Regions from separate parts of the Mus musculus genome. Here region 2 is linked to region 1. A link is a contact called in public Hi-C data. All regions are on one chromosome and are shown on one strand. The core of a region is the stretch at or near the end of the contact, and the rest is flanking DNA. Distances in the headings are between cores, read along the strand shown. Region 1 overlaps Akap6 (A kinase (PRKA) anchor protein 6). Region 2 overlaps Npas3 (neuronal PAS domain protein 3).

What was found. Hi-C and Micro-C count contacts between places; a contact is called where the count stands out from the background.
Region 2: a contact with region 1 is called in a Hi-C map of differentiating embryonic stem cells, with 3 times the contacts expected there. The contact joins two enhancer-like sites. A contact is called at or near these places in 1 of 39 promoter capture datasets (hippocampal neurons), 3 of 15 datasets of contacts at CTCF or cohesin (the NIH/3T3 cell line, embryonic stem cells and stem cell-derived epiblast-like cells), 86 of 484 Hi-C or Micro-C datasets (the 3T3-L1 cell line, 3T3-L1-derived adipocytes, the C2C12 cell line and 48 more), 7 of 115 datasets of contacts at active chromatin or transcription factors (astrocytes, differentiating embryonic stem cells, embryonic forebrain and 4 more) and 1 of 9 other capture datasets (embryonic stem cells).

Annotation. Positions count from the first base shown.
Region 1 is chr12:53,030,603-53,035,615 of GRCm38.p6, reverse strand. All of the region lies in intron 9 of Akap6 (A kinase (PRKA) anchor protein 6), which reads right to left. Among named protein-coding and RNA genes, the nearest start is that of Npas3, 220 kb to the left of the region's middle. Within about 2 kb of position 2,700, at least 157 of the 459 cell types and tissues checked have an H3K27ac peak or open chromatin away from gene starts, as enhancers often do. A contact at or near this core is called in Sertoli cells, astrocytes, differentiating embryonic stem cells and 2 more, where this site is marked.
Region 2 is chr12:54,065,961-54,070,973 of GRCm38.p6, reverse strand. It overlaps Npas3 (neuronal PAS domain protein 3), which reads right to left. Exons shown (of 12, transcript NM_001370962.1): 12 at 1-3,236. The coding sequence ends at 1,900. Among named protein-coding and RNA genes, the nearest start is that of Gm35818, 73 kb to the left of the region's middle. Within about 2 kb of position 2,848, at least 56 of the 459 cell types and tissues checked have an H3K27ac peak or open chromatin away from gene starts, as enhancers often do. A contact at or near this core is called in Sertoli cells, astrocytes, differentiating embryonic stem cells and 2 more, where this site is marked.

The DNA of each region.
Region 1 (5,013 bases), core at 1,451-3,950:
AGCATTTCATTCAATATTATATCCCACACCAAAATATCAGCATCTAGCAGAGTTCGTTTTTTCATTCCCAAAGACATGGGACTGCGGGCTAAGAGGGAAGGAATATGGGCACTTGGGAATGGAGTAGTAGAGCAGGAGCACTCCTAGTGCTCCAAGATGACATGTCTTGCATATCACAACCTACAAACTCTCTTCCTTGTACAGTTAGACAAATGGAACCAGGGTAGCAAGTTCATGACTGACAGCTCTGAGATTCAGACAGGTTCCCAGGGCTGACCACCTATTCTAAACAAATTCTCCAACTTCTTTTGAAATAACTAAAATACTGCCCCTCCCATAGATTTGGTTCCTACCTTACAGTTCATAGAATCATAATAAAGACAAGTGTTTATATTGAACGGAATATATGTCTAATGCAACACTTTCTATTAAGGTTATAGACAATCCCTTCCTGATATAATTACATGGAGCATTAAACCTAATTCTTATCATTTGCAGATCACTATTCCTTTGTCAATGAGAATACTTGATTTTCGTATTTAAGCTTTGGCACTTTACTAATTTTTAACAAAATAGCAAGCCCAAACTCATAGCAGTCTATAAAGTTTAATCACACATCATATAATTTTCTAGCTCTAAATTATTTAGACTAATTTTCATTAGTCAAAATAGAATGAATATAAGCTGTAAAGATATAAGTAGTTTAAAACTAGATGATGCTAAAAAAATTGGTAGATGATATTTCCATTTATCTAAAATTCATGCCGGGCGTGGTGGCACACTCCTTTAATCCCAGCACTTGGGAAGCAGAGGCAGGCGAATTTCTGAGTTCGAGGACAGCCTGGTCTACAGAGTGAGTTCCAGGACAGCCCAGGCTACACAGAGAAACCCTGTCTCAAAATAAATAAATAAATAAATAAATAAATAAATAAATAAATAATAAAATTCATATGCTTCATTTAGTATTGGGACACAAAGAAGTCAGTGCCCTTTCTTGTAAGGACTTTTATAGAAATCGGAAGGAAATTTACAAACACTGGGCACGGAGCCAAAGCTCTCAGATTAACATAGAAGCAGATAATGCATTTCTATTTAATTAAGTAAAAGTTTTCAAAAAGTTAAAGATTAAATTTTGTTTTATTTTGTTTTGTTTTGTTCCTTTTACAATTAAATCAAACTTTTATTAGCAAACTCTCCTGGTTATCCTGATTGCAATTAACGCCACCTCTCTAACGGGTCAGCTCATTTAGGTGCAATCTGGGATCATTTGGATTTAACATGATGGTTATTACTTATTACCCTGAAACCAAGCAGCACAATGAGATATTGATTACTTTTAACCTTTACATCCAAGGATTCGAGAAAGGTCGGAGGAGGGGAGCATTCGACTCTCAGCTGGCAAGCAGCCTTTAGGAGAATTCAAATGATTCCCTTTGGCTAAGTAGACCCAAGATGAGTCCATTCTGAGCTGACAAGAAATAATGGTTCTTTAAAAAGTAACAGTCAGCCTATATTTGGCATTACATTTATATATTACGTTTATATAGTCTATGGCCTCAGAGGTGCTTCACGTGAGAGGCAGACTAAGGCTGTTAACCCTTAGTAAGTCTTTTTCCAGGAAGCATCTCTATTGGAAAGAGATATTCAAGAGGGCGATTAAAGTGTGTGATTTCCTGTAGCAGTTCTCACTGGAATACACTCATCTCCTCAAACTAAAATCTCTTGGTAGGTTCCCAAGGCTGAACACAACCGTTGGCCAGTGATGTTGGACACTGAGGTCTCTTTAGTTTCCTTTTTCCATGGCAGCACTGAGAAATACTTTTCACCCCTGAGCCACTGAAAAGCAGAGGTCTAGGCGGGCCCCAGCAGAACCACAGACAAGAGAAATATAAACTCTATGTGTGAGATTAATTTGCTCGACGCTTGGCAGCATTATTGCCAAGTCGTCAAATTGTTCCAAGTTGTTCCGGAAGGTTGTTATTAATAGTATGTTTTCTGAGGAAAGTTCTGTCTACTTTTGGAACGGCATTTCTGTTGCCAGGGAAACTCCTTTAAGCAGAGTTTTCTAGGAGCACACTGCTGCTTTTGTTTGCCCGTGTCTATTCATATCATCGAGGCGGCACTTTACACGCTCCCGCCTCCAGCCCCGGAATGGCGGAGCTTTAGCCCAGTTAAGTTGCTTTTGCAAACAGAGCTAATGCCTGCTAGGATTTCCTCTTCTTTTTCCCCCACTCCTCTCTCTTCCTCACATGCAATCACTCCCTCTCTCCTGCCTGCTCCTTTTCCCTCTAACGTGCCCAGATCTCACCATTCAAGATTAAAATAAATAATAATAAGATAGTTTTCACAAGTTTTTGATAAATTTACTTTGTTTTGAATAGTAACCCCATAGGTTCTAGCGTTAGAGCATCAGGCCTTCAAGTGTTAATTATCTTTTTCACTATAAAATTAATGTAGTCATTTCCTCCTGACTCCTCCACCCCATTTATTGAAGTGCGGAGGAAAACCTGTCAGAGCCTCCAGCCAGCCCTGCTGTTGTGATTAAACGTGGTCACATGGCCCATCTCTGCCAAAAGGAGGGCCCTGAGAAAAGGTGACAAAGACAGTGATTTCCTGTCAGCAAAGAGTAAGACAGGGCTGTCTAGAAGTGATGCAAATGAGGGAAACTTTCCCCCCACAGCTTGTTTGATCCACTCTAGGCCAGAGCCGGCCAGCCAGAGAGAGAACAGCGCCACAATGCCACAGGGCCAGCCCCAGAGCCAGCGCACCTTCCGGACAGCAGCACCACAGGAGACTCTTGGAGACTCTTGGCAGGGCTTCCCTTCCTCGACCTCTGTACAGAGCCAACTGTTTCCTAGCATCCTAGTCTCTAAAATCTTTCTTCTTTCCCTCCCCTTTAAAAAAAAAAGGTGAATCAAATAGAACTTACAAGCTCCAGCAGGAACTATTTTTCATAGGTTGTTTGGGAACATCCCATCGGCCTTTCCCCTAAACATTCCATGAAGAGTTTTGCCCTCTCTCAAATTAAAAAGAGAAAAATATAAATCTGAGTATCCATATCAAACAGTGATTCATCAATGCCCAAATTAATGTGACAGTTAATCTAAGGGCTTTTTGAACTTTAATAAAAATGAAGCAAGTTCATTTCTAGATAGCAGTGGAGATGGGTGGATTTTATTCAGTTCTGGTCACTTTAAAAATGACCAGATAATGTTATTTGAAATATTATAATGATTTTAAGCATACTTTTCTTTTCTTAATGGAGTTTTAAATGTAACATACAATTAGGCTATCCAATTAATCAACTAAGAATGAGGTAAAAAAAAATTGTCAAGAAGTGTGTGTGTATGTGTGTGTGTGTGTGTGTGTGTGTGTGTGTGGTGTCATTTTCCCTAACTGTTTGAATGATTGCTAATTTGTTTCATTTGGTACAATCAATATTGAAATGTAAAATTTGGTACTGAAATCCAAATATAATGCCCAATTATCAGAATTCAAATTTCAATTCACATTTCTAGTCTATAAACCAACATATAAAAATAATATATATTCAGTAGATATTCTTTAATTCTAAGCCCAATCAACACAGCCTGAACCATGAGGCAGATATACAATCCAGTTGTAGGAACTCGAGTTTAGCCATGAGAGGATCAAGGAACATCTGAAATTATTTACAACAGCTCCATCCAAAGCAAAATGAAAGGAATCTATTCCAGGGGGTTGATATTCGTGAGTTTATAAAATATAGGCATAGCGTGATTAATCTGTTTTCTATGATCAGTTCATAGCAATGACAACATCACTTTGGCATCAGCTGTCGTAAGATAACAAGCCAAGTATGTCCCATTTATCTTCTTTTACTCTGTATTTCTTATTCCTTGGAATATATAATCGTACTTCACACACATTTAAAGTTGCAAAGCTTTTTACACACCTACCCGACTTTTCTACATGGTGTTTTCCTGAGCTCCTCCAAGTGCACCCTTCCCCGTCATTGCTTCTAAGCCTCACTCTCTCCTTGCCAGGTCGTTTTTACTTAGCATTTCAACCATGTTTATTTGTCTAGTACTTTAATTCACCCCTGTTGCCTCTGTTTGCTTGGTTAACTTTCATCAACAGGAGTCTCTTGGCGAGGTCTGTGCTCCAAGTCTCTAACATTTACTTAGCGACTAAGTCATTGAACTGTAAATTAGTTCAGATGTTACAAATACTGTATTTGCCATTTTACTTGTACAAAAGAACTACTTAATAAATATTCGTAGACATGATATATATATATATATATATATATATATATATATATATATCCAATGGCCTTAGCTTCTTCAAAGGCACTATTATGGCTTTTTCATACAAAACGCATACTGTATAAGTGAACATATTTCCTTTTTTGCTTTTGCTACCAGGAAACTCAAACTTCTATTTTTTTAGCTGAGAGGGATGCTACAGGCTATGCAGCTCTTGTCAGCCATACTTACTCTTCTCACAGAACAAGCCGCTGGCCTATGCATATTTTCCCTAGTTCTGGTTTGTATTTTTACTTTAAAACCTTCTTCCCTCATAGCACTCTGTGGAGGTGCTACTGCATCTCATACACACACACACACACACACACACACACACACACACATATATATATATATTTTTTATGTATACATATATATGTTTGTATGTATATATATATATGTTTGTATGTATACATGTATATATACATATATACATATAATATATGTATACATATATACACATAATATATGTATACATATATATGTATAACATATATATGTTTGTATGTATACATATACATGTTTGTATGTATATATACATATATGTTTGTATGTATAAATATATATGTTTGTATGTATACATATATATGTTTGTATGTATACATATATATGTTTGTATGTATATATATAGAAAGTATTTTCATGAAGATTCTTAACAATCCAAAATTCATAAATATAAGAATTAATCAATACATTCAGTAACTATTAGGCAAAACAAATTGTTCAT
Region 2 (5,013 bases), core at 1,599-4,098, 1.0 Mb before region 1:
CCTTGAGCTAGTTAAGAGTCTTTTTTCTTTTTCTTTTTTTTTCTTTTTTCTTTTTATCTCTGAGAATGATACAGATTTGGGGTATCAGGGAAGGGGGAAGCAGAGGAGAGAAAGGGCAGACAGGGAAAGACAGGGGAGGCAGGGAGAGTATACAACAGCAAAGCAACGGCAGGGATTTCGAAAAGTAAGACAGGATCCACAGACAATAGAAGCATATGGGTGACGTCACAGGGAAAGGCCACCACACAAACCCACTAACCCCCAAGAGTCACCGATTCACTAGGACCGCAGGAATGGAACTGTGCCACTCCACTAGAGACAGAGCACGGAGAAGACGGGGACAAAAAACGACTACAGTAGCTTAGCATACACTGCATATAGAAACACACAGAAACTGCAATGGGACCCACAGCCAAGGACACTACACGTTGCACACATTACAGTTTTCACATCTGGGATTAGATGCCTTAACAAACAGCTGCCAAAAACGAAGTGGGGGAAGAGTCTACACTGGACAGTCATTTGGAGTGTTTGACACCACACTGATTTCTGGCAACGAAGACAAAATAGGCTCTTTTTTCTTTTTCTTTTTCTTTTTTTTTTCTCTTTTTTTTTCATTGAATGTGCGGTTTTCGGTTGTAGTTATCTGTCTGAAGCTTATTAACCCATTCTTTAGTTTTAAAAACTTGTTGGTTTCAACTCAAATAAGAATTGAAGGGAAATAAATTCTATCAAATCAGCACCCCCCATACAAACCTATTTTTTTTTAGCAAGAAATAAAAACAAACAAAAACCCCAAATAAAGAACATGTTAAATATTTCTCCTTCTTCTTTTACTCTGAAGTGTTACTGAAGTTGCAAAAAACCAGCCTCAGTTAGACTGACTAAGGACAAAAGAATCTCAAAAATGGCAGTATGTACTTAAACTGTTCCTCAAATCAGTCCGAGTTGTCCAAAAGTCCCCTTTTAATAGGGCTTTACTGACCCATTCAATTGAAAGTGAGGCTATGTTTGTTAGTTGGGAGGTAAAAAATTTTTAAGTCCTGCAGCAAATGTTAATGAGGGCTTTGTCTTAACTAACCAAGGAGACTGACTGTAGCAACGGGACTCCAGACCAGGACAGAACACATTTTCTCTTCCAAAATCCAGCCCAGGAGCTGCATTTTGTATGAAGACATTATAGATTAATAAATGATAGCACCATGGTTTTAGAAATTAAGTTAATGTTTCAGTAATTAACACTTAGTCCGACTTTTTAAAAAAAAAACAAAAAAACAAACATTCTAGTCACAGGCCAGAAATTAAGTTTAAGAAACCAAATTATTTTTATGTGTGCAAGTAAGAAAAATCTTAAAATCTTAATCATAAAAAGAATTAAATTCTGCATAAAATTCTAAAATACTATTCCCCTATTTTCAAAGGAATTAGGAACAGGAAAAAAAAAAAAAAACCAAAAACAAAAAACAAAACACCCACCCCATTTCATTTGACTTAGTCAAACAGGGCACAATCGTTTATGCGTGTCTCTTTCCATCTTGATCATATCAAGATCTTTAGGAAGAAAACCCAATGGTTGTCACTTGAGAAATCTCTTGACCACAAGACTGAGTATTCTATGGCAGAGGCATATACACATTAAAGACATCTTAATAAAGATGTAAAGGAAAGTCAAACAACCCAACACACATCTTAGAAGACAAAATGGCAGGCAACCGGTCATCTGACCCTCTGAAGGCAAAAAATAAACATGTCTTTACAAGAAAGAATAAGTCTAATGAAAGAAAGAGAGGGGGTGGGATGGGGCCACCGTGTTGCGAGAAGACGCTGACCAGCTCGAATTCAAAGTGCTAGAATGAAAGGTCTAAACGAAAACGACGATGCCTCCTGAGTGGGGCCCGCTCAGTCCTCCTTGCGCTCCAGAGTCTGTGCCGCGTGGATACCGTTGCTGTAGACTGGGAAGGGCAGCGTGGAGAAGAGTCCCTCGGCTGTGGTGAACACGTTGCCACCTGGCATCTGTGTGAGGCTGGCCGCGCTCACGGCGCCGCCAAATGGTCCTGACATGTTGAGTCGGTGCACGTGGTGGTAGAGCATCTCCATGGGTGTCTTGGGGTCGAGGCCAAAGCCTGGGCTGTTAACGTCCACGAAGTTAACAGCATGCGCGTTGGGTAGCAGGTTGCCCTGCATGGCCAGGGTCACCTCAGCGGGTGCGTAGCGGATAGTGCCCGTGGTGTAGACCCTCTGTGCGGCTGTGCTGGTGGCTGCCAGGGTCCCGGTCACCCGGTGCACCAGCGGAAGCACGACGTTGCCCGCTTGCAACCTCTGCAGGGCCTCCAGGTCCCCAGTGTACAGCAAGGAGTTGGATGCACCAGGGCCACCCCCGCCACTCCCCGCCCCGCCCCCGGGGTGCTTGTCCCGCGGGGACGCAGAGAGCGGGGGCGACAGTGGATCAGAGGGCACCGGGGCTGTGCCGCTGAACTGAGTCTTGCGGCCAGCTGTGCCATCGGCGCCCGGTGGGGTGAGGACCGAGTCGGGGATGGCCACGTGCAGCGCTCCCCCGCCACCGCTGCTGCCTCCCTGGCCCTGCGGGGACGGGAAGTGCTCGGAGGTGGGGGGCTTGGTCATGCTGTACGGGGATTCGTTCCTGGAGATCTCCCGGTTGGGCGGGTAGTTCCAGATGCTGCTGTCGTTGTCGAAGTTGATGGGCTCGGCGATCTCTGTCTTGATCTTGAGCACAGAGGCGCTGTGCGGCGATGACAGCAGCCGCGGAGGCTCCACCAGACCGGCGTCCAGGCCTGGGCTGGACGCGCTGGACAGGCGTCGGCGACTGGCGCTGCCGCCCTTCTGCCGTTTCCGCCGCCGCTTGCGCTTCTGGTGCTTGCTGGATGCCTGAGCGCCCGCCTCGTTCGCGCTGTCTGAGTCCTTGGCGCTGTCCGACGTGAGCGACTCGCAGGGCTGCAGTCGCAGGTCCGCCTCGCTCTCCACGTAGCGCTCCACTTTGATCTGCATAGGGCCCAGCGCGCCGAAGCCATCCTCGGCCGCCTTGGGGTGTTCAAAGTCCGAGTGCTCGAAGCTGTCGTCGCTGTCACGGCTGTCCGGGTTGCTGGAGCTGTGGCCATCGTCGTTGCAGTTCATGTCGTTGTCGCATGCGCTGCCTGACTTCTTGCGGTCAGGCTCCGGATCTTCGCTATTCTCGGACTGATTGCCCTTCTCGTCGGACTTGGAGTTCTCATTGTCCTCTGCTTGAGGCCCGCGGGGTAGCAGGGGGCACGAGGGAAGAGAGAAGACACCTGTTAGCAGGACTGAAGAATTTAGGACCCAGCATAGCAGGAGCACAGTGACAAACAGCTCAGGCTTGGCTGAAGTTTAGCCAAAGGGGCGGGTCATAGCACAGCAGCACCCACCCCTTCCGGTAGGTCTCCCACAAACAAAGCCCCACATTTGGTACCAGTGCAGACCCCCAGGTTCTGTCCTGCCCTGCCAGATCAGATACGGCCTGTGAGCAGGTGATTCTTAGCGCAGACAAGTGTAAGAAGTCCTGCGGACACCTACACTGAGTCCAGCGAGTCAGATTAACCTGGAATATAGTTTTAGGGACACAAAAGGCAAGATGGTGGAGTATCACGTGACTGTTAGAGAGGTTTTTGCGTTTCATTGGTGAGCATCTCTTCCTTTCTGAAAATCACACTCTATCTGTGGTTTTTTTGATCCACTGCGTTTTTAATTGCGTTTGTCCCTTTCTTCAACTATAAGCTCACAGTGGTAGGAAGTTTTGTTGACTACTATAAAACAAAAGGCAGAGACTACTCTAGAACTTCGGCAGGGGTGGGTGGTGGTGGGGCAACAACGACAAAGCTTCACATTTTGTGGAGCGAGAAAACAAGTTCCACCATGAAGTGTGCCCCCACATCCCAAGGTGTGTTTGGTGTTCATAACCCTGGAATTCAGGGCCTCTGGAGGCAGGGGGCTGATGGAGAGACCTGGTCACTTGCCTCATTTGAGGGAGAACAGATTTTCCCCATCAGTCAGTCTCCAGAGACCTAGAGGGATGTTGATTTCCATGGCTTTGCCTTAACAGTTGTGGGTAGCAGACTGGATTAGAACCTTGGGCGAACCATGTACCCACTGTGGCCTTCATTTCCCCCTGTTAAGCAGTTGTGCAGCTGTAACAGAGAATCCAATTCTCTGCTCACTGTGTGCCTCTGGGAGGGGATCGGGAATGGAAAGAAGACTAACCTCGCCATAGCTCCTGGACTCTTATCTTGCCTTCCTTATCGCTCAGGAGGTTTACTTCCTCAGACGACCAAAAAATGGGAGCGTATGGACTTCCAGAAATCAAACCAGTGAAGCAGCTATTTTACTGTCTTAGGAGTGTGTTGCTCTAAGAGTTGTTTACCGGGGCAGAGGGTCTAGAATAGCTTCTGCCCTTTGTTTATGGATGGCGTGGAGTAGTGAACAGGACATAAAAGCTTCTAGCCTGCGGACTTAGAGCCTATTTTACAGGCTCCTCCCCAGCTTGGTGGGGCCTGAACCTTGATAGAAGTCATTCATTTGTGGTCCTGGCAGAGCTATTCCTGTTATTTGCTTCTGGCTGTAGAGCCACAGTATGAATAATAAAAATGATAGAATAGGAATAGTATCCTATTCCTTCTATAAGGATGGGAGGGTTAACATTAAGCGATTACTTACTCTTTCCTGTGTGTTTATGTATGCATATTATGTATGCATATCTGCCACAACATATACACAGAATATGAAGATTATATACATATGTACATATACACATACACATACACATACATATATACATATACATATACATCATATACATATACATATACATATACATATACATATACATATACATATACATATACATATACATATACATATACATATACATATACATATACATACACATTAGTGTGTTTGAGATAGCCAGGATAGATCTTATTACAGGATTTGGCCGGTTGCTAGACCTGTAACCGTGGCCCGCTGACTGTTACCCACCCCTGT